Regions from separate parts of the Mus musculus genome. Here all the other regions are linked to region 1. The links are chromatin contacts, called in public capture Hi-C and promoter capture Hi-C maps. All regions are on one chromosome and are shown on one strand. Each heading gives the region's core, a stretch centred on a gene start, on an enhancer-like site or on the middle of the called end of the contact. The rest is flanking DNA. Distances are from core to core; before and after follow the strand shown. Region 1 holds the start of Unc5a (unc-5 netrin receptor A). Region 2 holds the start of Cdhr2 (cadherin-related family member 2). Region 3 holds the start of Gprin1 (G protein-regulated inducer of neurite outgrowth 1). Region 4 holds the start of Uimc1 (ubiquitin interaction motif containing 1).

Region 1 (5,974 bases), core at 1,610-4,109:
ATGTTCGAGCCTGGTGACCCTCAGCTCATACGTTCCAGGAGAGCCTGCCCCACCCCCCATTGCCTCTCCTCCCTAGCCATGGTACTGTCTAGGGGGCACCCAAGACAAGAAGACATGAAGGGTAAGGAGTTGCATGTGCCGGCCGGCTGTGTAACTGGCAGAGCATAAAAGGGACAATCTGTCACGGCAGGTGGGTGTCTGTGTGTGCAGGCGCAGACGGGGTATGCCCAGGTGCATTTGTGCTGAGGGATGGCTTTTGTGAGTGGTAGTGTGTAACGTTGGGTGACAAAGGATAGATAGGTGCTTGGCCTGGGGGGTGGGCAGAGTCTGCACTGGCTCAGCAGTCCTAAGCCACCCCCACCTTGCACGTGTGAGCGCACACACATACACACATCCAGCCATACCCCTCAAGACTGCCTGGTTGACCACTCTCCCCCCCCCCCCCAGCCACTCACAGACACATTTTTCACCAGCTGCTGTTGCCAAGGAACTGATAAGCAGATGCAGGGATGTAGTAGGGTCATGGCAGGGGCAGCCCTACCTAGGTATCTGTCCACACATGCCCAGAGCCTGTGTGGGGAGGGTGAGATGTGTTCTCTTTGAGAAGTAGGGCCACTCCTACCTCCATACCTTTCAGCAGCTCCTCTCACGGCTAGAGAGTTAATGCCCGAGACAGGCTCTAATCCCAGGTAGCTCTGAAGCACTCATGCCCACCTGTCTGTCAGCCCTGGGAAACCTCAGGCCAGCCCCCAACAGGTGTCCTGCCAATGGGCAATGCAGTTCTTCTTGAAGTGCAATCCTTCATTCCTGGTTTTAGTGCCCTCACCTACAAGTGTCTGTCGCCCCTGTCTGTAACGCTCACTGGTGCAGTACCATGCAACTACCACACGCATACAGCATGTTAGTACTCATCTGACCGTACACATGACAGCACTACCCATGCCACATCAGTGGTGCCCCCTGCCCCCATTACCCAGGACACATGTCAGTCCACACCATTCCCACCCAGGTGCTCACGTGGCAAAATGCAGCTCTGACCACACAGCCCCTCTCACACACATGCAACTCAGTAAACATTTCCTGGGGACCCATTCAGTGTCTGGCAGCACCTCCTCTGACACCCCCAGCTCATGACTATGGCCAGTCCTGCAACTCACACCCCTAAAGCTAACATATACAACATGAATACACAGCCAACAGCAGGCAGCCCAATCTGAGGGTTCGTCAGGATTAAAAGGGGAGGCCATTAGGAAGAAGGGCTGGTTAAAGTGAGGATTTAGGGTGCATTGACAGGGGAAGGAGGCAGAGCAGGGGGGACGAGGTAGAGGACTTAAGGGGCAGGATGGGGAGGGCAGTCGAGGCAGTGGTGGGTGAAGGATGCAGTACGCAGAGACTCTTCAAGGAACCAGCCATCGACCTTAATCATCTGGTCCTTGACGGAGCTCTCGTCTTTCTAGATTGGCAGTTCAGAAATCCACACCCTTAGGAGAAACTGGCCTTGCCAGCCTAGGGATCACCTCCCGGGAAGCAGGCTCTGGGGGCATCAAGCACCAAGAATTGCTCAGGCACCCTTCCCAATACCCAGAAGCTCAGCACTGCCAAATCCTTAGGGGCCAGGAGATTAGGGACCCCCACAGCTCGGTCTAGGTGCGGGCTTTGGGAGATTAGACAAAACCTCCCCCCCCCCCCAGGCCTCTCACGCAAGGAGGTGGGCTAAAAGGCTAGGTTATGAAGGGGCTGGTTAGGGTGGCCAACAAGACACGCGGGGAGACTGCAGGGCTGTGGAGTTTCTGAGAGGTTCTCAGAGCCCGCCAACCAACAGCCAACAGCAAACAACTCCCCTTCGCCCTCCTCTTCCCCCCTCCCACCTCCAGCAGCGAGGCCAGGAACCACAGGCCACCACAGGGGCCCCAGTGCTTTGACTACCGGCTGCAAGAGCTGAGGGCTGTTGGATGCCTCCACGCCTGAGTGTGTGCGTGTGCAAGCCTGTGTGTGGTGGGGACAGAGGAGGACACTATGTTCTAGACGTGGGCACAGGCCAGGTGCCAAGCTAGAAATTGTGAGTGGCTGTTTGGGGCAGTCCTACCTGGAAGAGCTGTCTTACCCCCCCCCCCCCCCACACACACACCCCATTTTCTGAGCACTAGCATATGGCCTTGAGTCCTTCAAGTCTTGTCTTTTTGTCTTTCCTGGATTATTTCAAACTGCCGTCGCGCTCCCCCCCCCCCCCCATCATTCTCCCGGGCCCGTGAAACCAGCAAAAACTTCCCCCACCCGGAGGCGTGGGGCGTCTACACTCGCCAGCCCCGTGCGCTGACAGCTGTTCTGGACTTGGCAGAAGCAAGGCTTCCGGGAGAGCGCACCAGGAAGCTGCGCAGCAGCGAGTGGCGGCCCCCGCGTCCTGCCCAGCAAAGTTTGGCCTCCGGGGGCTCCCAGACGGGTCGGCCGCGCAGGTCACGGCCACCTCCTCCCCAGAGCTAAGCGTTCGCGCGCACGGTCCCCCGCAAGCCTCCCCAGAGCGCGCGCGGCGTGACTCACCCGAACCACGAAGCCAGGCAGTGAGGACTATGCCCAGGAGCGCTGGCCACAGGCCGGGCCGGACGGCCATGGCCGCGGGCGGACGAGCGGGCTGGACTAGGGGCCCCGCGGGCGGGAGAGAGGCTGTCAGCGCCTCAGCCGAGAGCCCCACCTCGGGGCGCCCCCGGGGCCCATGCCAGAGGACAGCGCTGCCTCCGGGCGGCCGGCTGCGGGGCGCACGCGGCGCGTGGCTCCCCTGGGCACCCGGAGCGCAGCAATGCAGCCGGGGCGGAGCGCAGCGCCAGCCGCGCCGCGCACCGAGCCAGCCGCCGCGCGGAGCCCGCAGCCGGGGAGCGGGCCGGCGGGCGCCGCAAAATCCGGACTGGAGCGGCGGAGCGGGGCGGAGGCGGGGCGGGGCGGGGGAGGAGGGGCCGGGCGGCGCTGCGAGCGCGGGCCACCCCCTGCACCGGGGATCCCTTCGGGCAACGCCTGAGGCTCCCCCAGGGAGGAGCTGGGGTAGTGGGCGGGGAGGCCTCCCACCACCCCTCTCAGTCTCCAGGGACAGAGACAGGACTCTGGATCCCGGAGTGGATTGCTTTTCCGGATCTGGCATCACCCTGGTCCGCCAGTCGGCGCACAGGTGGCCCGGGAGGGGCCCCGGGCTGCGGCGACCCCGGCGCAGCGCCAGCCTGCGGAGAGCAGCTCGACTCTGGAGTGCCCCAGGCAGGTTCCGCTGCAGTCCCTGCTTGCACCCCTGCCTCCGGGCTGCGCTCCGAGATCGTCAGCGCGCCGTGGTAGGCAGCTGGCGGGCGGCTTGGATGGGGGACTGCAGGAGAGGTCCCGGGGCCCAGCCGGCGCGCAGGAGCCGCCAGGCCCCCACCGTCTCACCATCCGCCTCCCCAAGACAGCCTGGTGGGCTTCAGGGGCAAGCGTAGCAGCGTGGCCCCAGGCTTTCTTAATCCCTCCACGCCGCTGGCCCAAAGGAAACAACCTTAGGGCGCAGCGCAGCCTGTAAGGAGCGTCGTGTTGTTTGCGCCCCGAGCGCGCGCGGCGCTGGAGACGTGGGCGTGATGCAGGAACCAGAAGGGTTTTGGGAGCTACAAACTCCTGGGGTAGAATAGAAGTGTCACATTCTTCTGGCTCTGTGACCTTGGGCAAGTCACGGGGCGTCTCTGGATCCCAGCAGAATGACCGCTGGAGGATCTCCTATTCCCCACCCCCATTCCCTAAGCTGGTTAAAATAAACAGAAGGCTGCCCTAGAGAAGGAAAATAAACGCTCTCGGTGTGCACAGGGCGAGGGATCTGAAAGAGAGGGTCCCACTTCTGGCCAGGAGGAGAATGAGAAGGGTGAAGACGGTCACACACTCAAACGCCTCCAGCGCCGATCGATAATATAAATTGGTGCTGCAGGCCAGATGATATAAGAATGGTCTTGGCTTCCACAAAGAGATATGAGCTCTCCTATATTTCTTGAGACACGAGGCCCTCTCTCGGTCTGTCTTTTGTTTCCCACTTTTTATAGAGAAGGTTATGAAAAATGTTTTGCTTTATTCTGCTCTCTTGTATATGTGTATATCTGCATATGTATATGTGTGTGTGTGTGTGTGTGTGTTTCTATTCACAACCAAAGCTCCAGATGTGAATGTACAGATTTTGGGCCTCAGGGCCAGACAGGCAGGGAGACAGGGCACAGGGTCATATCGAAATGGCTCTCTTGTTCTAGGTGCCTGTTGGGAGGGGAGGAGCCAATTGGTTTTGTTTACCAATTTTCAATAGAAGCTGTTGTCTGGGAAAATAATTTTTTTAAAGATGTGTGTGTGTGTGCACGTGTGTGTGCGTGTGCATGTGAGTGCGTTGCATAGTGCCTGTGTGGAAGTCAGAAAACAGCTTGTCATTTCTCTCCTTATGTGAGATTCGGGGATGAAAGCCAGGTTGTAAGGCTTGATAGCAAACCCCATTATTCACTGAGGCATCTTGGTGGCCCTAAAATTGATTTTTAATACATGTGTGTATTTATAACCTCTTTTACCCAGATGATCATACTCCCCAACTTCAGCTTTTTAGACAAACACATTAGAGAGTAGAGCTGATCTACAGGCTGCTCCAGTGTGTGTGTGTGTGTGTGTATGTGTATGTTTTGTATGTGGTGTGAGTGTGTGTGGTGTGTGTGTGAGAGCAGTTGTTGTATGCCCAGGCTATTCTCCTGTATTCTATTAATACCCCTACAGTGCTCTCCTGGATCTGAATTTGGGTTCACAGTGTGGAAGAAATGTTGAAGGCTTGGGGTTTGGACACTGAAGGGAGGCCGTTGTCGATTAGGGCATGGTGTACATGAGGAAGTAACAATGTGTTTATTGGATAGTACTATGCCCTTGCCTACATCTGTAGTTTGCTCTAAGCAGTACATGAAACCCCGTTAAGTCAACATTTCCACTTTACACAGATGAGGCAGCTGAGAGTTAGGCAAGGACCAGCCTTATCCCAGAACTGCGAAGCTGGCTGAGAGGGGCCCCAGGAGGTTTGATTTCTGGGCCCGTGATCCATACATTTCTTCCTCCTAAAGCTTCTTTGGGGTTAGAATTGGGGAATCTCTTCTCTTCTCAGTTCTTAGCCCCTCTCTTTCCATCTAGACTAGAGAGGCCCGTGTAGCAGTCAGAATAGGTTTTGTCATGGTAACAAATGGTCCCCAAAGTATCAGTGGCTTTAATCAACAAAGATTTATTTCTCATTTGTCCATCGTGGCTCTTCTGTTCCTGGTCATATTCACTCAAGGGCCCAGGCTACCAAGGAGACAGAGAAACAGGGACTCTAGAGAAACACCTGACAGTAAACAGTGGCTTGGCCTGAAAGAGGACCTGCTACTCTTACCCACAACCAGGACCCTACCTGAGAGAGTACGCAGGGTGGACCTGAAGCTAGCGAACAGCACTCAGTAATATGTACAGCCTGTCCTTTTGGGGGTGGAGGGGTGGAGTCTTATTGCAGCACAGCCTGTCCATGGGGTGGGATCTTACTGCATCCCACATCTGCAGCTGTGCCTAGGCCCAGTTTCCTAGAAGCCAAGCTGTTCCTTCGTTCCAGACTTTTCCATTTGCCTTTCTCCCTTGAACACTTTATCCTCTGCTGGTTACATTGGCAAGCTCCTTTAAGTCACTGAGACACTTCAGCTGTCCCTTTCTAAGTGGAACTCAGGCAAGCCAGGAGAAAGAGGAGAGATGCTTTGCCAGTGTCACTCCTGCTGTGGAGGCTCAGATGGCAGAGGTGGGGACAGATCAGGGAGCCTCCCACTCAAGACTGCTTTGCAGGCTGCAACACTCCACTTAGTTCAGCTTCTGACTCCACTATCCTGTAGCTCATCCCACTGCTGAGAACCCAGCTTCCGTCTCCTGGAAGCACCCTTTGTTTCATTTGAAGAACCAGCCCTTCTGCCCTTCAGCACAGAGTTCATGTGCTCTA
Region 2 (5,974 bases), core at 954-3,453, 250 kb after region 1:
TCAGCCCCAAAGGCCCTCTTGTGTCCCTTGCCCATGTGCAAATTCTCTCTGTCCTTCAAGACTCACAGCCAGAGCCGCTGAGCTCCAGTCAGGGAACATATGCTACAGGTCATATGGAAGAAGGGAGGCCATGTGCCCAGGCACTGGAGCTGGGCGAACGTCCCCTAGGTGCCCTTTTCTCCTATGGAGGACCACAAGTCAAACATAGGCTCATGTGAGACACCACTGATGCCAGCTCCCAACCACTCTACTTCTTTAAATGATGGGAAACTGGGCCTGGAGCCCAGCCAGTATCCCAGTGCTCAGCAGAGAGGAGGCCCTCTGGTTCTATATAAGGCTGAGCTGTATTGAGAGACCCGTAAAAGGAAAGAGAAGCAAGGAGGGAGGGAGAAGAAGATAGGGATAGTGGAGAAAGATGAAAGAAAGAACAGATCTAGAACCTAGAAATCCCAGGTCCTTGCTCCCAGGCTCCCAGCCCACTGGTTTGGGGCTGGACAGGAGGCTCTCTACCACAGAGAGCATGGTAGCTGTGAAGGACACACCCTGGAATGTGGAGATGGTCTGCTGGACTCTATCAATATGTTCAATTACTTTGTGTCAGTTAAAAACAAAACTGCACAGCTATTCACCTATAAAGTGTCTGAGGAAAAGTCAGGAGCATAGGGGCTCCAGATCACTCTACGGACCCCCAGACCCAGGTCATGCTCTGCCAGGCCTGACACAGCAGGGGTTTCCTCTCTCTTGTCTCAGCGGACACATTGGCCGCAGTTCGACAAGACTCCAGGAAACCAAAGACTCTACAATTCAGTCGACTGGATGTGAAGACCCCAGGACATCTTGGAAGGCTACAGAGGAAGGGAGCCCTCCCCTGCTAAAGGCTCAGCCACGGGCGGGCTCGCTAACCCCACAGCCACCCCACCCTGCCTCAGCCTCCACAGCTCCCTGAGCCCTTCCTTTCGCTTCTGCTTCCTTCCCACAGCTGCCTCACAGGAAGGAAGCAGCTACCTCACAGTTACTCTCCATTGCCCTAAGAAAACAGAGATCAGATCAGAGGGACAGTCAACAACAAAGATAGAAGGTCAATCACCAGCTGCAGGCAAGGCTAGACCCAGGTACCATTCTGCTGAGCCTAACAAAGGTCTCTCCTAATTCCACCAGCCCAGCCAAGTGATCCAGCTCCCCAAGATACGGACCCAGGGACCTTTAAGTTTCCAGGGATACCGGGCTTCCTGTAGCCAGAGATGGTGCCCGCCCTCCTGGCTGCTTCCTCTGAGAGACGGGTATGGATCAGGCCCCAAGTTAGGATTTTAGCATTTCACATACTGTCTGTCCAGCACTGGGCGAGCCTCCCTTGTCCTCAGCTTTGGTTTTCCTCTGAGGAATGAGGTGAGAGCAGGCTATGGCCTAGGCTGGTCAGGGGAATGTCATTATTCTCTGATATGCTACCTGGGACCAGTCAGCATGTAAGTCCTGTTTGAAGACACAAGCTGGCCTGGCTGAGTCTTTACCCTGTGACCAGGACAAGGACTAAGTTAGGGTTGGGACCAGCATCGTTAGTCCTCCCTGAGGTGACCTAGCGTTTGATCTCTGAGTCTGAGAGGGACAGCCTCCGTACCCTGCCATATCTGATTCACGAGCCCTCCAGGGGCTACTAGTACTGTGCCCACTCCACAGACGCAAAGACTGAGGCCCAAAAGCAGTCAGCAGCTCACTCAAAGTCTGCATGGAGCTGAATGAAGATCTGAGCCTGGCGGAGTGGAGCCAGCCTTTCCTCCTCAGGCTCCGGGACAGATTCAGCCATCTTCCTCATCTTCTCCTTTTAGGTAACAGATGAGGTAGCCAATTCACTTCTCAGGGACTTAGGAAGGCAAACAGGAGGTTGCCACTGCCTAGAGAGGAGATCTTACCCTACATTCTAGAAGAAACAGGCTTCACGGGTAGCTTCATCAATTCCCGCCCTCCCCATGACAAGTAGCTAACGCCACAGCTAGCTCTTCCCCTTGGTGTTCCCTCCATACTCCAGATGCCAGGAAACTGAGTCTGAAAGAACTCAAAGTTTGCCTCAATCCCAAGGACAGCCCCCCACCCAGGCTTACCCTCGGGCTAAGAGCCCCCCCAGAAGCAGCTGATCTGGACAGCCCCTGGAAGGGGCCCAGAGGCAGTGATGTACACCAGTCACAGGTGGGCGCCGTCTGGGGCCGGCAGAACACAGCGCAGACTTTGGCACCATCTCCACCTCTTCTGAGCAATCATTAACCATGCAGAGACCACACCTCCTCAGAAGGCACTGGCTGTGACCAGAGCAGGCAAAACCCTGGAGGAATAGGCAGGCCCAGTGACAGAGAAGGGGCAAATGCCCAGCCCAGGGTCTCACTGCAAGCAAGAGGTGGTGACAGTCAGAGGTCATGTCAGGACCTTCTGTCCTCTCCTGGCTCATCTTCAGTGGGGACCTGTAGAGAAAGCGGTGTGGGGAGATCTCTTGGGATGAAGAGACTTGACAGCTATCAAGCCCTTGAGCCCTCAGGCCAAGCCCCGAGGCCGGCATGAAGGGGTACCCACCCTGCAGTTCCAACAAGGCCTTTTCAGCCCTGTATTTGTCCCCTCTAAGCAGGACATCAAAGGGCAGGGCCAACACTGGGCATAGTGGCATATGTCCTTAATCCCAGCACTCAGAAGACAGAGGCAGGTGGATCCCTGTGAGTACCAGGCCTAGCTGGTCTCTATAACCAGTTTTAAACCAGACATAATAAGATGTTATCTCAAAGAAACAAAAACAAGCCAGGCAGTGGTGCCTTTGATCCCAGGACTTGGGAAGTAGAGGCAGGGAGATATCTGAGTTGAGGCCAACCTGGTCTACAGAGCTAGTCCCAGGGCAGCCAGGGCTAGACAGAGAAACCCCGTCTCAAAAAACAAATGAAAACAAAACAAACAAACAAACAAACAAACAAACAAACAAAATCAAAGGGCAGGATCACACACTGCCCCAGGGGCTCCACACACTCCCAGTGGTGGCCTCCCTCGGGGGAACAGGTCCCCAAGTTCATTTCATCTTACCTCATAGTAGGAAGGAGGCCCATGCTGCAGCTCACCAGCCGTGCGCCCCTTCCTGGCTGAGTGGCTGCTGTTCGCTCTGGAGACCGAGGCATCCCTGTGCAATCCTGGTGTGCTGCTGCGGGTTCTCAGGAAGCACCAATCTACCCAAAGAGCTCATGGTTCTGCAAGGTCCCATTGAAGGCTGGCCTCACGTCTCTGAGGAAGGAGGAGAATCTGTATTTGCTGAGCACCTAGTGTGGGCATGTATTTTTCACAACCTACTTCCATAAGGGTTCAACCTCCCCTCTAGCCCACCACCCACCAGAGGTAGTAGGAAAGTTTATTAGAATATGGGGAAGTGAGTGGGCATGTTAGCACATGCCTTTAATCCCAGCACTCGGGAGGCAGAGGCAGGTGGATTTCTGAGTTCAAGGCCAGCCTGCCTGGTCTACAGAGTGAGTTCCAGGACAGCCAGGGCTACACAGAGAAACCCTGTCTCAAAAAACAAAAAACAAACAAAAAAAAGGATATGGGGAAGTGGACCTTTTTTTGTTTTAGATTTATTTTTTTATTTTATGTATATGAATACACTGTAGCTGTCTTCAGACACACCAGAAGAGGGCATCAGATCCCATTATAGATGGTTGTGAGCCACCATGTGGTTACTGGGAATTGAACTCATGGCCTCTGGAAGAGCAGTCAATGCTCTTAACCGCTGAGCCATCTCTCCAGCCCCTGGAAGTGGGCCTGTTTAGAAACAGTTCTTTGGGATCTTCCAATCTTCTTTCTCCTTAGTTCAGTCCACGAGGAAACACCAAACCCCAATCAGCAGCTGCAGTCCAGTCCACTCAACAGACATCACACACGAATCAAAAGAAACTGGGAGTCTCACCAACGGGCTGGAGCTTGCTGAAGCTGCAAGAAGCCACAAGAAACCTCAGGAGTTCTTAGACGAGTTTCTTTCCACCACAAGCAAAGCTCACCAACACAATGTAAGGCCAACCAATACATGAAGGTCGTCAGCGAAGACTAGCGAGTGAGGTGGAACCAGTCAATGCTCGAGCTCCCAGTGTCTGTGGAGTCATATTTATCATCTTTCTAAACATCATGCGTCCTTTCATGTGTCTGCTTTAGCAGAACAGCCTTTCATCTGTGTGCCCCGGCAGAACATTATTTGACATGACTGACTTTCCAAAGAAACCAAAAGTTTCCACTTCAACCTACTGTGTGCTTTACATTGTGTCTCACGGATGCTGGATACCACCAGAATAAAGGACTCTGTTTGCAGGGTCTACCCTCCCCCACCAAGGAATGGAGCCTAAATTCATGCTCGTGTCCCTTGATGGCTAGTGACTGAGAGGAGCCCACTCTCAGAGAGAAAATGCTGCCCTCCTCATCACTCCCCCATGGGTGTCCTCTGTGCTTCTCCCTGCCCACAAAGCATTCCCCTACCCTGACCTCCATCATGGGTACCAATGTGCAAATAGCCCAGGAGCCCTTATCCAGGGAATGGTCCTCTAGTTTCTTTTAGGAAACCCAGAAACGTGGCTCCTCCACTCCATGCTGGGTATGTGGCTAAGGCCCAGCCAGTCAGACTTAGGGCCACAGCAAACAGATAGGTTTGGTTATAAGAATGAGAAGTTAGCCATGTTGGCCTGTGCTTCTAATCCCAGCAGGAAGGGACAGGCAAGAGAATGACGAGTTCAAGGTCAGCCTGGGAGACGTGGTATCTTAAAATAAAAAGAAAGGAAAAAAGAAAAGAAGAAAGAAAGAAAAAAAGGAAGAAAGAGAGGAAGGAAGAAAGAGAGGAAGGAAGGAAGACAGAGGGGGGAGAGAGAGAGAGAGAGAGAGAGAGAAACAAGAAAGACAAGCAAATCTAATAATTAAGCTCAAATAAACGGCTTCATTTGGAATGGTTGAGAGCATGGATCCTCCCCCCCCCCCCAGTGTGGAGTCTAAACTGTAAAAAAATGACAAGGGCATCACACAGCTGTTTTAATGTCATGAAGGCAAATAAGTGAGATACCCCAAGACTAGGTAAAACAGAGGCCTTTAATCCATCAATCCATTGCTCTGGAGGCAGACCCTGTCTAAAAACAAACGAATAAGAAAATAAAAACAATATCTTCTTGGTGACTTTCCTTAGCTCATGAACAACCATGTTTGAAGTCCATCTACTGTAGAATTCTTCACCTAAACCAATATGTTGCCTTTTTTCTTTGTGTATTTCATTTCTGCTCTGACTACATTCCCCTTAGCCGTTAGAGTCCCTGCTCCTTCAATACTCCACAGATGCAAGGACAGGGGTAAGAGGCCAGAACTTGACTGTGGCCTCATCATCTCCCAATTGCTAAGCCTCTATCTGAGAGACCTCCTCTTCCTGAGTCCCTTAGCCTACATGAAACTGGGAGAGAAATCATCTCCCTCACTTCTTTTATTGTTCGTTTGCTTTTCAAGACAGGGTTTGTGTAGTCCTGGCCATTCTGGATCTAGCTCTGCAGACCAGGCTGGCCTTGAACTCACAGAGATCTGCCTGCCTCTGCCTCCCAAGTGCTGGGACTAAATACAGGCACATCACTGCTCAGCATCATAGGATTCTTATGAAGACTGGAGAAACATAGCCAGGGAGATGACTCAGCGGGTAAAGGAGTCTGCCACCAAGCCTGACCATCTGAATCAACCCCTAGGACCTACTTGGAAGAAGAGAGCCCACTCTGACCTCCATATGTGAGCTGTGGCACATTCGGGCTCCCCAGATGTAACTAAAAATGTTTAAAAGACCAAAAAAACTAGGACATCACTACTGGAGTGTGGCCTGGAGGACAGCAGACACACACACACACACACACACACACACACACACACGCATGCCACACTGCTGCCACTCACTTAGGCTCCAACAGACTGAGGTGAGCTTTCCTCAGCTGTATGCTCTGTCTTG
Region 3 (5,974 bases), core at 918-3,417, 200 kb after region 1:
CCACGGTGGCAGCTTAGCAACCTCACATTGGCTGGTTCTCCGGTCACCCTCTCACTCCCCTGCCAGTGCCCTAGCACCTCAAAAGTGAGCTGCATGCCCTCCATATTCACCTCAGGGCTCTCAGAGGCACCCCAAGGGTCTGCGGCTCACTCTTCCCTCCAAATGCCTGCTCTCCCTTGCCGGCATTCTGTCGCTCCCTTCTGCTTTCTCCCCTCCCATCTCAGTCTCCTCTGCCTCCGTGGAAGCTGCCACATTCATTTTTGTTCTCCGTTCTCTCTTTTTCCCCCCTTTTATTATGACAAGGTCTTATGTAGCCTGGGCTGACCATAACCTCCTCTGAGTGGTGGAATTACAGGTGCATACCACCACACCTCTTTTTCTGTCTCAGGGTCCAGACTTCTTGGGAAAGATGTCTCCTTTCTCACTGTCCTTCCTTCCTCCCATCTTCACAGCAGCCTTGTGGTCCTTGGGTGGTGCAAGGGCGTCCATGCTTGCCTGTTGGTTTAATGCTTTTCCCGCCATGTGCTGACTCCCTCCCTACCACCTGTGACCTCCACCATACACCATCAGCTCTCAGTTGATGGGTTTCCTGTTGTGCCTCCAGCTGCCAAGCATAAAGCTCAACTGTGAACTCATATGCTAGGATAATCATCCCACAGGCACCTCCTTTCCCCAACATTCAGAATGTGTCCTTCATTCACAAGATGGAACCTCAGAGGACCAGCACAAGTGTCTCTCAGCATCCAAGACCAAGACCACTTGACTTCCCCCCAATAGTTAAGAGTCGCCTCCACTCCATCTTATCAAAGGCTTGCGGCTTCATTTATAACCAGTCCTCACCTGAACCACTGCCACAGACTTCGCAATATACTTGGTTCTGCTCCAGAGTCATTCTGCCTCTGGTGAGACTGCTGAAAATCAAAGCTGGTTCTTGCCACTTTTGTGTGTCTCATGGACCTCCCAAGCCTCGGTTCCTTCCTGCTTGCCAGAAAGCCAATAATACTCACCTTGAGGGGGCATCTGGCAATAGGTGAAATGATGAATGTGGACCAGGGTTTGTAAATTCTGAAGCTAAGTACCCTCTTGGGCAGTGGAAAAACCATTTTCAGCACCAAGAAAATAGGAGAGCGACTCTTCTGTGCGCTGTCCGTGGTCCTGAAAACGGGTCCGTGCTCTCCGACATAAATTCCATTGTTTTGAGATTTTTTTTGGAAACAAAGTCTTGCTAGTTTTATTATATCAGTCTTGTCCAAGCTGATCAAGTACTCACTATATAGATCAGGCTGGCTCAGAACTCAGGATTACCGACCTGCTCTAGACACCTGAGTGCTGGGATTACAGGCAGTGTCGCTACTCCTGGCTTTTCCTGTGGATTTTAAATGTTCACTTGCCATCTAGATTTTCTTACTGTTATTAAGGTAAGGTAAACAGATAAGCAATGGTTACTAAAACATAAGCCCAAGTGTGGGGCTTCAGAAAGTGGCCTGTATAAATTTGCAACCCCAATTCGACCTACTAAGGAATGGTGTGACCACAAACAAGAAACTTAGCCATATTTGAAAAAAAAAAAAAGTGCGCAGACTATTCACTTGGCCTGATTGGACATGGAAGCCATTGACACCTAAAAGTCAAATTTTAGCTCTGTGTCCCTGTCTAAGATTTTCATTTGCATTAGTAATCTAGCAAGTGGCTTCACAGTTCAGGCACAGGGATCTTTTTACCACTTCCAAGATATCACAGAGTTCGCATCTGAGAAGTCCAAGGACAGGGTCCCACTCCTCTGCTCAAATGTAGAGAGAAACAGGCAGCGAGTCCTCACGCCTTCAGCGGTTCACTCAAGTGGACTCCTAAACACCTTCTTTCAAGCACTTTCTTTTTTAAGATCGCTATGAGGCGATTTAATACTAGTTACAGACGTAAAAACTGAGGCTCAAAGAGGCGAGGTGACTTGTTGGAGAGTATCCAGGAGGAGGAGACCGGGCATACCCAGACCAGAGAGGGTGGGCGGACTCCCCGTCGGGGAGGCTGCTGCAGGGAGGACGCCGAGCGCCTCCCAGCCCAGGGCCGCCACTCGCCGGAGCGTGGGCAGCAGCGAGACAAAGGGCCGGGGGCGGGGCGGAGGGGGCAGAGGCCGGAAGTGCGGCCGAGAGGGACGCGGGAAATTTCCTCGCTGAGGCAGCAGGCAAATCGGGAAGACCGGGGTTTCGGTGCGGCCGCCGCCCGTGCGCCCGCGGTGCTCCCAGCTGAGCACCAGGCGGGCGCGCGGTCCCCAGGGCCGGGCGGCGTCTGCCGGCCCTCGCGCGCCCCCGCGGCGCCCCCTCCCGGCTCCCGAGTGCACCCAGCGCGCATGCCCGGGGCGGGGCGCCCAGCCGACCAGGGACGGCGCGGAGTCGGGTCCGCCCGCCAGCGCGGCCGAGGAGCACCGGGGTGGTCTGCGCGGCGCGAGCCGGAGCTACGAGGAGCCGGCGCGGGTAAGCTGCGGGCGCGCGTTGGGCCGTAGGGCGCGCGGACCGGGGCCGCTGTCCAGGGTCCTGGGCCGCGCCGGGCATCGGGCTCGGGCTGCGGGGCGGGGGCGGCGGGGCGGGGCGCGGTGGGGCGGGGCCCCGGTGAACGGCCCCGGCCTGTGGTGTGGGCAGAGGCCGCCCCGCGTCCAGCTCCGCTGCCCGCCGCTTTGTTCCGCACCGCGGTGCGGGAGGGGGCGATTCCCGCCACCGGGGGGAGGGGCCGCTCTCATTGATTCATCCCACCCCGTCACACACCCAGTGTGGCACACAGTCCTGGACGTGGTCACACACCGCGTTCATGCTTGGGAACCTCATTTTTGGACGATGCCAAAGGTATACACACATACACACGCGAACACACACACACACACACACACACACACACACACACACACACACACACGGGCTTTGGTCATTCCATCAGATTCACACATCCGGCCACCTGTGCAACCCACCTAGTGCAACCCAGGTGAGGCTACGCACTCAGAGCATCAATCCTGGATCCAAGTCAGCAATACTCTAACCGACATCCAACCTCACTGCTCCGGCTCGTGCTTACGCCCCTCCTGTACCCTCCACCCTGGAGCAGGCTGTGACCCTGTGCACACCCTTGCATTGTCTCTTAGCCTGCTGCTCTTTTTCAACTGGCACTAGCACAAGTCCGCACACCTTTGAGCATCCATCCTTGCCCTTCTGTGGCTTGGTGGATGAACACATGGACAGATGGCCTGGGGAGTGTTTCTCAAAGAAGGCCTTTTGTTACAGACTCCTTCACCTGCAGCAGCTGCCGGGCGGGGGGGGGGGTCGCCGTGGGGTGGGGGGACACTAGGAGATGACAGGACAAGTGGCAGAAGACTGGGATTTTTTTCAGTCACACTCACAAATGTACACAAGCCTTTGTCAGTCTTGTTACCATAGCAGGAGATGTTTGCAGGTGCCTAGCAGCTCTGGCCCTGGCTGGGGGTGTAGAGATGACTCCAGACTGGGAAGAAATCCTAGAGGAAAAGGGAAAGCCAGGCTGGCCTCCTATCTCTGCATTCACAGGACCGCCCTGCGTGTGAGCCAAACACAAGGACCTATGCACCCAGGCTAGCTCCCGCAAGGTGAGACTGCAAGGCACACAGGATCCCAGTGACCCTCCACAAGGCACACATGCACAGTACACACCGGTTATACAAAAGGCACACCAAGGTCTTCTTGATTAGGACACAGGAGCCAGGTCCTGGGCCCAGACGGGCTACTGCTGGTGTCTTCCACGAACAGTCCACTCACTCATTTGCATACCAGGTGAGCCGGCCATTCACCTACACGGTTAATTCAGCCTGCTGCCAATTCTGGATTACACACCCCAACAGTGAGAGGGAAGAGAGGAGAATCCCTAGGAACCGAAGGGCCAGTTAGACCGGTGTAGAACAAGAGACCTTGGGAGACAAGAGCTGGCACCTGAGGTTGCCTTCGGACTTCCACATGTGCACGAGAATGTGCGCGCCCACGTTCACACATACACACAAAGATTAAAGAAGAGAGCCACGCATTAGATGTTGATTCATAAACTGGGAAGAATCCAGGCTTTGAGATCAGACTCAATGAACTCTGAACCCCACCCAGTCTTCCTCCCTCCAGCTTCATGCCCTTGGTGGTCTTTCCTCCCGACTTCTGTGTCCTCGTCTGTGGTACAAAATGGACAAGGGGCCCCATTGTGAAATTGCTGTGGCTAGAGTCTAGATGATAAAGTGAGCCTGAGAGTGCTGAGTGCTGGATCCAGGGCTAAGCGTGAGGAGCTAAGAAGGGAGCTGTCTTCTAGAGGTAGCGTGGAGGGAGAGGATGTGGGCTTCTAGCCTGGGCCGCCTAGTGTCTGGAAGCTACTAAGAGTTCCTCCCAAACCAGGAAGGATTCAGCAGACCGGTGAGCAGTAGACCCTTTGGAATTTGTCTCCGGGCCATTGAAATGGGAGACACAGGCTCCAAGTGTGGAAAACCCACACAAAGTCACAGAACAGATTAGTGACCAAGTTGGGGCTTCTACCCACATCTAGCCAAGCCGTCTGTCCTTTACCGGACCTGATCCCATCTCAGAAACCGAGAACTTGGAGTGGGAACTGGGACACCAACCTCTTCTGGGGAGGTTTTGCAAAGTGGGGCATGTCAACACGTGGCCATGACTGCCTGTCAAACTTTCTGCTTCCTTCTTGGAAAACAGGAGCATGTCACCTGCCTGACAGGTGTACAGGCTGTGTATGTAGTAAGCACTTGGGCAAAGTCACTTCCTGCTTTTATTGGCACGTGAGGAACGTGTCAAAACTTGGGCTTCTCTGGAGCATGCAGGAGAGGCTGATGATAAGAAAAACGGCATCCACTCTCAGAGACTGGTGGCAATCCGCAGTTAGCACTAGCGTCCAGGACACCAGAGGGCGGGTGGGGATTGTGGCTGCTTGCCTCCTCGGGCCATTCTATTCATCTCCAGCTGGCCGTTGCTCTGCAGGAAGCACACTCAGCTTGCCAAATCTTAGTTTGCCAGAATAACCCGGACATCAGATTTCCACATGAACTCTATCAGTGTTTAGATGTTGACGTGTTTGCTCCTTTATTTAAAATTGACTTAAAAGGACTAGAGAGAGTTGATGCCCTCCACCTACATGAGAGAGAGAGAGAGAGGGAGGGAGGGAGGGAGGGAGGGAGGGAGGGAGGGAGGGAGGGAGAGAGAGAGAGAGAGAGAGAGAGAGAGAGAGAGAGAGAGCTGTGAAGAGCCAGAGACTGGAAGGTCCCTGGGCCTCACTGGCCAGCCACCCTAGCCTAATGGTGAGTCCCAGGTCCCAGTGAGAGAGATCTTGTCTCAAAAAACAAGGTGGGCAGCTACTGAGGAACAACACCCAAGGTTGACCTTTATTGTGCGCGCGCGCACACACACACACACACACACACCTGATTTTAAAAATAATTTGTTAGCATCGTGGGCCAAACAAGCACGTCCTAAAGGCAGATTTTTTTGCTGAGTTTTGTCTCTGCTGCAACCATTTCAGACTCAGCCCCCCACCCCCACCCCCACCCCCACCCCCTCCTGGGAGCACAGCTGGGCTCTGACAGACTGAGTAGATAAAAACAGGCTTTCCATGTATCCAGCCTGGCCCTAACGTGAGCAGAGCCATGCACACCCCTCATCGGCTCTAATTCTCACAACAAGCCTGATGGGGAAGGAGGTGTTGAGTTGGGTGGGGGTGGGAGGCCGTGGAAGTCTCAGAGCTGCTGAACAGTGAACTGTTGGCACCCTCTGTCCAGGCCACACACAGAAGCAGCAGGAGCTCATATGCGGAGACACCTAGGGCTGGCTGGGTTACCAGCGTGAAAGGAGGAGTGGGGGCCACCCAAGGAACCCCTCCATTAGCCTTTTCTGACCCTTCCTGGCTGTATTTCCCTCTCTGAGTTATCGTTGGGCAGTTGTCAAGTTCCTATGTTTCAGAGGAGGAAACAAGG
Region 4 (5,974 bases), core at 1,549-4,048, 150 kb before region 1:
ACTCTACCCACTAAAGTTTCCACTACTTCTCCCAACAGCAAAACCAGCTAGAGAGGCCAGGCATGGTGTCGCTCGCCTTTAATCCCAGCACTTGGGAGGCAGAGGCAGGTGGATTTCTGAGTTCGAGGCCAGCCGGATCTATAGAGTGAGTACCAGGTCAGCCAGGGCTATACAAAGAAATCCTGTCTCAAAAAACCAAATAAATAAATAAATAAACACACCAAACAAAACAGTTAGGAACCAAGTGTGAGCCTGTGGGAGAGAGAGATTTCTGGGCACAGATTGATTTGCAAAAAAAAAAAAAAAAAAAAAAAAAAGATAAACTTTACTTGAAGCCAAGCAATAATACATTTTACAGAAGATACATGGTTATAATTGACAGTAGATCACATGAGTGAGGGCACTCAAGGACCCAGAATGCACTCTGGGGTCTGTCTTTCTTGGGTCTTGAGGACAGGCTGATTACTCCGGGCTGTAGTTGGTGGTTGTCTGTTGTGATTGGTAGATTAGGCCCTGCATTGACAGGTATCTGCATCTAGTTTGCACACACAACTATGCATAAGTTAATAGAGGATTCTCGTGGAGAGTTCTGTAGATAGTTTGTTCTGCCTCACATCATCCAAAATGTGGGAAGCCACATGTGCCGTTGCTGAGTGGCACTGACTACTGATGGCCACCATGCATAAGATTGGACAAACAACCAATGTGTACATATGCAGTAAAGTTTTTTGCAAAAACACTGCCTGGCCCAGGCATGATAATGAGGTATGATAATGAGGTTCTGTAAGGTACTGAGAGTATAACCAATCAGATGTGAGACATGCAAATGAGGTATGATAATGAGGTTCTGTAAGGTACTGAGAGTATAACCAATCAGATGTGAGACATGCAAATGAGGTATGATAATGAGGTTCTGTAAGGTACTGAGAGTATAACCAATCAGATGTGAGACATGCAAATGAGGTATGATAATGAGGTTCTGTAAGGTACTGAGAGAGAGTAGCCAATCAGATGAGGAACATGCAAATAAGGCTTAGTGCATAACCAATCCGGGTGTGAGACACGCCCCTCCTAGGCCTATAAAAGCAGCACCAGTTCTGGGCTCGAGGTCTTTTCGCCTCTACAATCAAGCTCTCCCAATAAATGTGTGCAGAAGGCAGCATTGGTTCTTCGCAAGACAAAAACCAGTTCAGACCAGATCGGCCTTTCTGTTCTTCATATCTGAATAAATCGGTCACACACTTAAAATAGAGACTGCTCAGAGATGGGAGTGTGCACAGCCTGATGCTGGCTCGGGTGGAGGATTTGAGATTGCAGGGTGTGTTGGAGAGGAACCCGTGTCAAGTACATACAGATAAAGGAGCGGAGCTGCCAAGTGGAATGCAGCCCCGCTTGGCTTATTACTTGGGCAGCTCGGGCCAGAGTCAAAGTTGTGGCATGTGTCGTTAGTCCTGGTTTTTGACCCCTAGCTGAGGTCCTGTTTATTCCACTTTCTATTTGTCTCCTCCTCCCATTGCTTTATCATTACCACGATGTATCCATCTATCATCTGGTCCATTAACCTATGCTTTTAGGAGTACTGTTTCCCACAAACTATGAACTACTTTTTGTAAGCTTATGAAAAGCATATGAGAGTGTTCACATTTGTTGGCTTGCTATAATTTCAGTGAGACTACCCACCACCGTCACCACCACCATCCCCTTTTTGGGAGAGGTGGGGAAACGGACCTACCAATGCCTTCTGAGTTCTGAGATAAAAGTCCTGGCTTCAGTAAGATTTTTTTTTAAGATTTATTTTTATGTATATGAGTACACTGTAGCTGTCTTCAGAAGAGGGCATCAGATCTCATTACAGATGGTTACCATGTGGTTGCTGGGAACTGAACTCAGGATCTCTGGAAGAGCAGTCAGTACTCTTAACCACTGAGCCATCTCTCCAGCCCCTTCAGTAAGATTTTTTTGTTTGTTTGTTTTGTTTTGTTTTTTGTTTTTTTGTTTTTTTTTGAGACAGGGTTTCTCTGTATAGCCCTGGCTGTCCTGGAACTCACTTTGTAGACCAGGCTGGCCTCGAACTCAGAAATCTGCCTGCCTCTGCCTCCTGAGTGCTGAGATTAAAGGCGTGCGCCACCACGCCCAGCTTAGTAAGATTTTTTTAGGCGCTATCAAACCTTGAGTTTTATTTGTTAAATTTTATTGTAGGAATATTTCATATTTTATTCACCTTTGACATTTCTGCTGTTGCCTTTTTTTTTTTTTCCTCCTCAAGGAAATGGACTTTCTGGAGCATATATTTCAAGGAAATATATGTTGTAGAAATTTCAGTATTATTATTATTATTTTAGTTTTTTTTTTTTTTTTTACTTTTTATTGGTTCTTTGTGGATTTCACATCATGCACTCCATCCCACTCATCTCCCCCTACAATCATACCCGCCCTCCACTCTTGTAATCTCTCCTTAGCAGAGAGCAAGATTCAGTATTTTTGTGTTTTAGGATGCTTAAATTCCGCTAAGACGATCAGACATTAATTAACATTATACCATCTGAGAGTTTCTAACTAGTCATGTGAACATTTAATTTGAACGTAATTTTGGATTCATGCAAATAAATTAACCAGAGGAAGCTTGATGCAGCAGAGCTTATTTCGAAGGGTGTCTAGGGACCCTATTGGCTTTCTTTGGTTTCCCCTAAACCCCTCTCTTAACAGCACTCAGGGACCCAGGAACTGTGTGAGCATACAGCGGCCCACAGGGCTCCGCGCCTGCGCGCCCCGCCCCTCGCCCCGCCCCTCCCCGCCCCTGCCGCCTCGCGCCGCCGCGCGGGCTCTCCTCTTTCTAAAGAGTTGCGGCCGCTCGCGACCCCCAGCGTTCAGGAGGCGCTGGGCGGCGCTGCCAGATCCGCGGTGAGTACGCGTCGCCTCTGCACTCCGCGGCCGTCGGGGCCGCCTGCTTCTCGCTGTCTGCCGGGCGGCTGCCGCTGCTCCCGAGGCGCGCCTCGCAGCGACTAGGCCTCTCGGCCGGGCGGAAGCCGATGCCGGCCGGGTCGCTCTCGCAGCTGCCGGGCAGCCCGGGCGCTCGCGCCCCCCGGGGTTCCCCTCCCTCTGCGGGCGGCGGTCGTCGTCCGGAGCGCCCTCTCTTGCTATCCGAGCTTCCTGGTAGCCTGGTCGCCCGCCCGGCTAACGGACCGTCCGAGGACCGCCTAGGCCCGCTGCCTGCCCCACGTTACTTTGCTTGTCTTGTGGTAGTTGGCTTCATTAGTTCTTCGGCCGCCCGAGACACCGCTACCACCCGGGTCTCTCTGTGTAGCTCTGGTTGGCTTTGAACTCACAGGGTACCCAAGATGGCTTCTATAGAACTCGCCAACCTCCTGCCTCAGTCTCCCGAGAAATATTTTCCCCTGGAAATCTATCATTTACCACTTAACGTAGCCAGTCGAGCCTAGTGCGTTTCTCTCGTGGCTGATGACAGGCGGTGTGTCAGAAACCTGTGAGACCAGAGCGTTGGTCCTCTCAGAGATGGAGTTGGGTGTGAATCTGGACCACTTCGCTCCAGGCTTCTTGCATGTAGTCATCATATGATGTACGGGCAACGCTGCGGAAAAAGTGAGCCCAATGGTTAGGGTGTTGTTGGGTTTGTAGCACAGTCAAAGAAAGTCTACTTGTGGAGCCAGACGCATGAGTGTCATTTCCCGGCATAGCCACTTGCCAACTCCTTTTTTACTAAAGTTCCTAATGTGTTAGGGCGCGTTAGGGTTCTTGAGAGAAACAACCTCAGTATTGGGTGTGAGAAACCTACAAGTTTGTCTATTGATTCAGGCAGTGATAACTTATTGCTCCGGGTGCGTTTGAAATCTTTTATTTTTGCACACTTGTGGGCACACTGGGTGTGAACACACACACGGGCACACACACACACCACCCTCCACCACTACACCGATGTTAGTGGGAATCTTCTTAAATGTCTCTCCATCTTAATTGGGGCAGGGTCTCTTGGAGTTGGTTGGTATGTCTGGCTGGCTTCCTCGGGGATCCCCCTACTCACTATCCACCTGCTGGAATTTACCCACTGAATAATCTCCCCTGAATTCTGTTGCTATATGTGTATGTATGTGTGTGTGTAAGAGAGAGAGAGAGAGAGAGAGAGAGAGAGAGAGAGAGAGAGAGAGAGAGAGATTTTATAGGTATGCATTTACTTTACTCAGTTACAGAAACAAATCACTTTTAATTGTAATCAATTGATAAAGGAGTTTATTCTATCAAGCTTTCTCACTTCTTCTTTTGTGCTGGAGATCAACTCCAAGAGCCTTGTGCATTTATAAGTTTTATTTTATGTTTTTGAGACAAAGTCTCACTATATAGTTCTGCCTGGCCTGAAAATTGCTATGTAGACCATGCTGGCTCAAACTTACAGGGATCCTCCTGCTTCTGCCTCCCAAGTGGTGGAATTCAAGGCTCTATTATTGTTATTATTATTATTATTATTATTATTACTACTACTACTACTACTACTACTATTATTACTGGTTTTTCGAGACAGGGTTTCTCTGTGTAGCCCTGGCTGTCCTGGAACTCACTCTGTAGACTAGGCTGGCCTCAAACTCAGAAATCCGCCTGCCTCTGCCTCCCAAGTGCTGGGATTAAAGGCATGTGTCACCACTGTCCAGCTGGCTATGTTTTTTTAATAAAATAAAGATAAATTTTATTTTAAATTTTAAAATAAAAAATAATTTAAAAAATTGTTAGAACCTGCACTCCTGTGTACATGTATACACAGACACACTTAAAAATATTAAAAAGCTGGGCAGTGGTGGCGCACACCTTTGGGAGGCAGAGGCAGGTGGATTTCTGAGTTCGAGGCCAGCTGGTCTACAAAGTGAGTTCCAGGACAGCCTGGGCTATACAGAGAAACCCTGTCTCGAAAAACAAAACAAAACAAAAAAAATGGGCTGGAGAGATTGCTCAGCAGTTAAGAGCATTGACTAATCTTCTGGAGGTCCTGAGTTCAAATCCCAGCAACCACAGGGTAGCTCACAACCATCCGCAGTGAGATCTGGCGCCCTCTTCTGGTGTGTCTGAAGACAGCTACAGTGTACTTACATACAATAAATAAATTTTAAAAATTAATAATAATAAAAAATAAAGTTAAAGAAGATGTCAACTATAAGTATCATAAATTACAGATTTTAGAAAAATTACTTGTATTGAAGATATAGCTGCTATTGGCATACTGTTTTTTAGTAATACAACAGGAATAGGAAATGTGTAAGTTAGAAGCCACTTCATATAGGGTATTTTCCTAGGGGTATTTTTCCTAGGGTCCTAATTAACTTCTCCAGGTTTCTCCTATGCTAATTCCTACTTTGATGTCATATGCTCGTCTAGCTTTAAAGGTTACTTCTTTGTTTTTGATGTTGTGGTGGTGCTGAATCAAACCTAGAACCTTGCACATGCAGGGTGGCTAGCTACTGAGCTCCATCTCTAGCCCTTCACCGTGTTTTATTACCCCTACCCCATATCTGCCTTCAGGTCATATCCTCCTGTGTCTTGTCCTTCTGTAGCTTACTTACTTATTTATTCATGTAGCTGCTAAGGATGGAAACCAAAGCCTTGTACATGATAATAACATGCTCTACTACTGAGCTATACCCCAGTCGTTTTAATAAAACATTTAATAATTTAAATATCTACTTTATGCTACTGATTCATTCAGTAAATATTTCTGTGCGTATACCATGTGTTAAGTAGAGATTCTTGTTAGAGGTGCTATAAAGGTAATGGAGTCAGGCATGGTTGTGCATACCTTTAATCACCACTCTTGGAAGGCAGAGGCAGGCTCTGTGAGTTCAAGGCCAGTGGGTTCTACATAGTGAGTTCTAGGCCAGCTAGAGCTGTGCAGAGATATTGGAGTTAGGTTTTTGGATTAGCAGGTAAAAATGGCAGTGTTTTACTTGTTTGGTTAGTAACTTTCCTGAACTTG

The links. Promoter capture Hi-C pulls out the DNA fragments that hold promoters and counts their contacts. Capture Hi-C pulls out chosen DNA fragments and counts their contacts.
Region 2: a promoter capture Hi-C map of pancreatic islet shows a contact between it and region 1. The contact joins the promoter of Cdhr2 here to the promoter of Unc5a in region 1. A contact is called at or near these places in 11 of 39 promoter capture datasets (the 3T3-L1 cell line, cranial neural crest, embryonic stem cells and 4 more), 5 of 484 Hi-C or Micro-C datasets (the N1E-115 cell line, embryonic stem cells, frontal cortex and 2 more), 5 of 115 datasets of contacts at active chromatin or transcription factors (embryonic stem cells and stem cell-derived neural progenitor cells) and 2 of 9 other capture datasets (embryonic stem cells and pancreatic islet).
Region 3: a contact with region 1 is called in a capture Hi-C map of macrophages, with 5 times the contacts expected there. The contact joins the promoter of Gprin1 here to the promoter of Unc5a in region 1. A contact is called at or near these places in 16 of 39 promoter capture datasets (the 3T3-L1 cell line, 3T3-L1-derived adipocytes, the HPC-7 cell line and 9 more), 11 of 484 Hi-C or Micro-C datasets (Sertoli cells, cerebral cortex, embryonic stem cells and 4 more), 10 of 115 datasets of contacts at active chromatin or transcription factors (SST interneurons, embryonic forebrain, embryonic stem cells and 2 more) and 3 of 9 other capture datasets (adipose tissue, embryonic stem cells and macrophages).
Region 4: a promoter capture Hi-C map of hippocampal neurons shows a contact between it and region 1, with 2.5 times the contacts expected there. The contact joins the promoter of Uimc1 here to the promoter of Unc5a in region 1. A contact is called at or near these places in 5 of 39 promoter capture datasets (cranial neural crest, embryonic stem cells, hippocampal neurons and 1 more), 1 of 484 Hi-C or Micro-C datasets (embryonic stem cells), 2 of 115 datasets of contacts at active chromatin or transcription factors (embryonic stem cells and memory CD8 T cells) and 4 of 9 other capture datasets (adipose tissue, liver, macrophages and 1 more).

What each region holds. Positions count from the first base shown.
Region 1 is chr13:54,946,296-54,952,269 of GRCm38.p6, reverse strand. Unc5a (unc-5 netrin receptor A) reads right to left here and starts at 2,859. Exons shown (of 16, transcript NM_153131.4): 1 at 2,539-2,859. The coding sequence starts at 2,608.
Region 2 is chr13:54,697,692-54,703,665 of GRCm38.p6, reverse strand. Cdhr2 (cadherin-related family member 2) reads right to left here and starts at 2,203. Exons shown (of 32, transcript NM_001033364.3): 1 at 2,097-2,203.
Region 3 is chr13:54,746,067-54,752,040 of GRCm38.p6, reverse strand. Gprin1 (G protein-regulated inducer of neurite outgrowth 1) reads left to right here and starts at 2,167. Exons shown (of 2, transcript NM_001316710.1): 1 at 2,167-2,471.
Region 4 is chr13:55,097,124-55,103,097 of GRCm38.p6, reverse strand. Uimc1 (ubiquitin interaction motif containing 1) reads left to right here and starts at 2,798. Exons shown (of 15, transcript NM_011307.3): 1 at 2,798-2,901.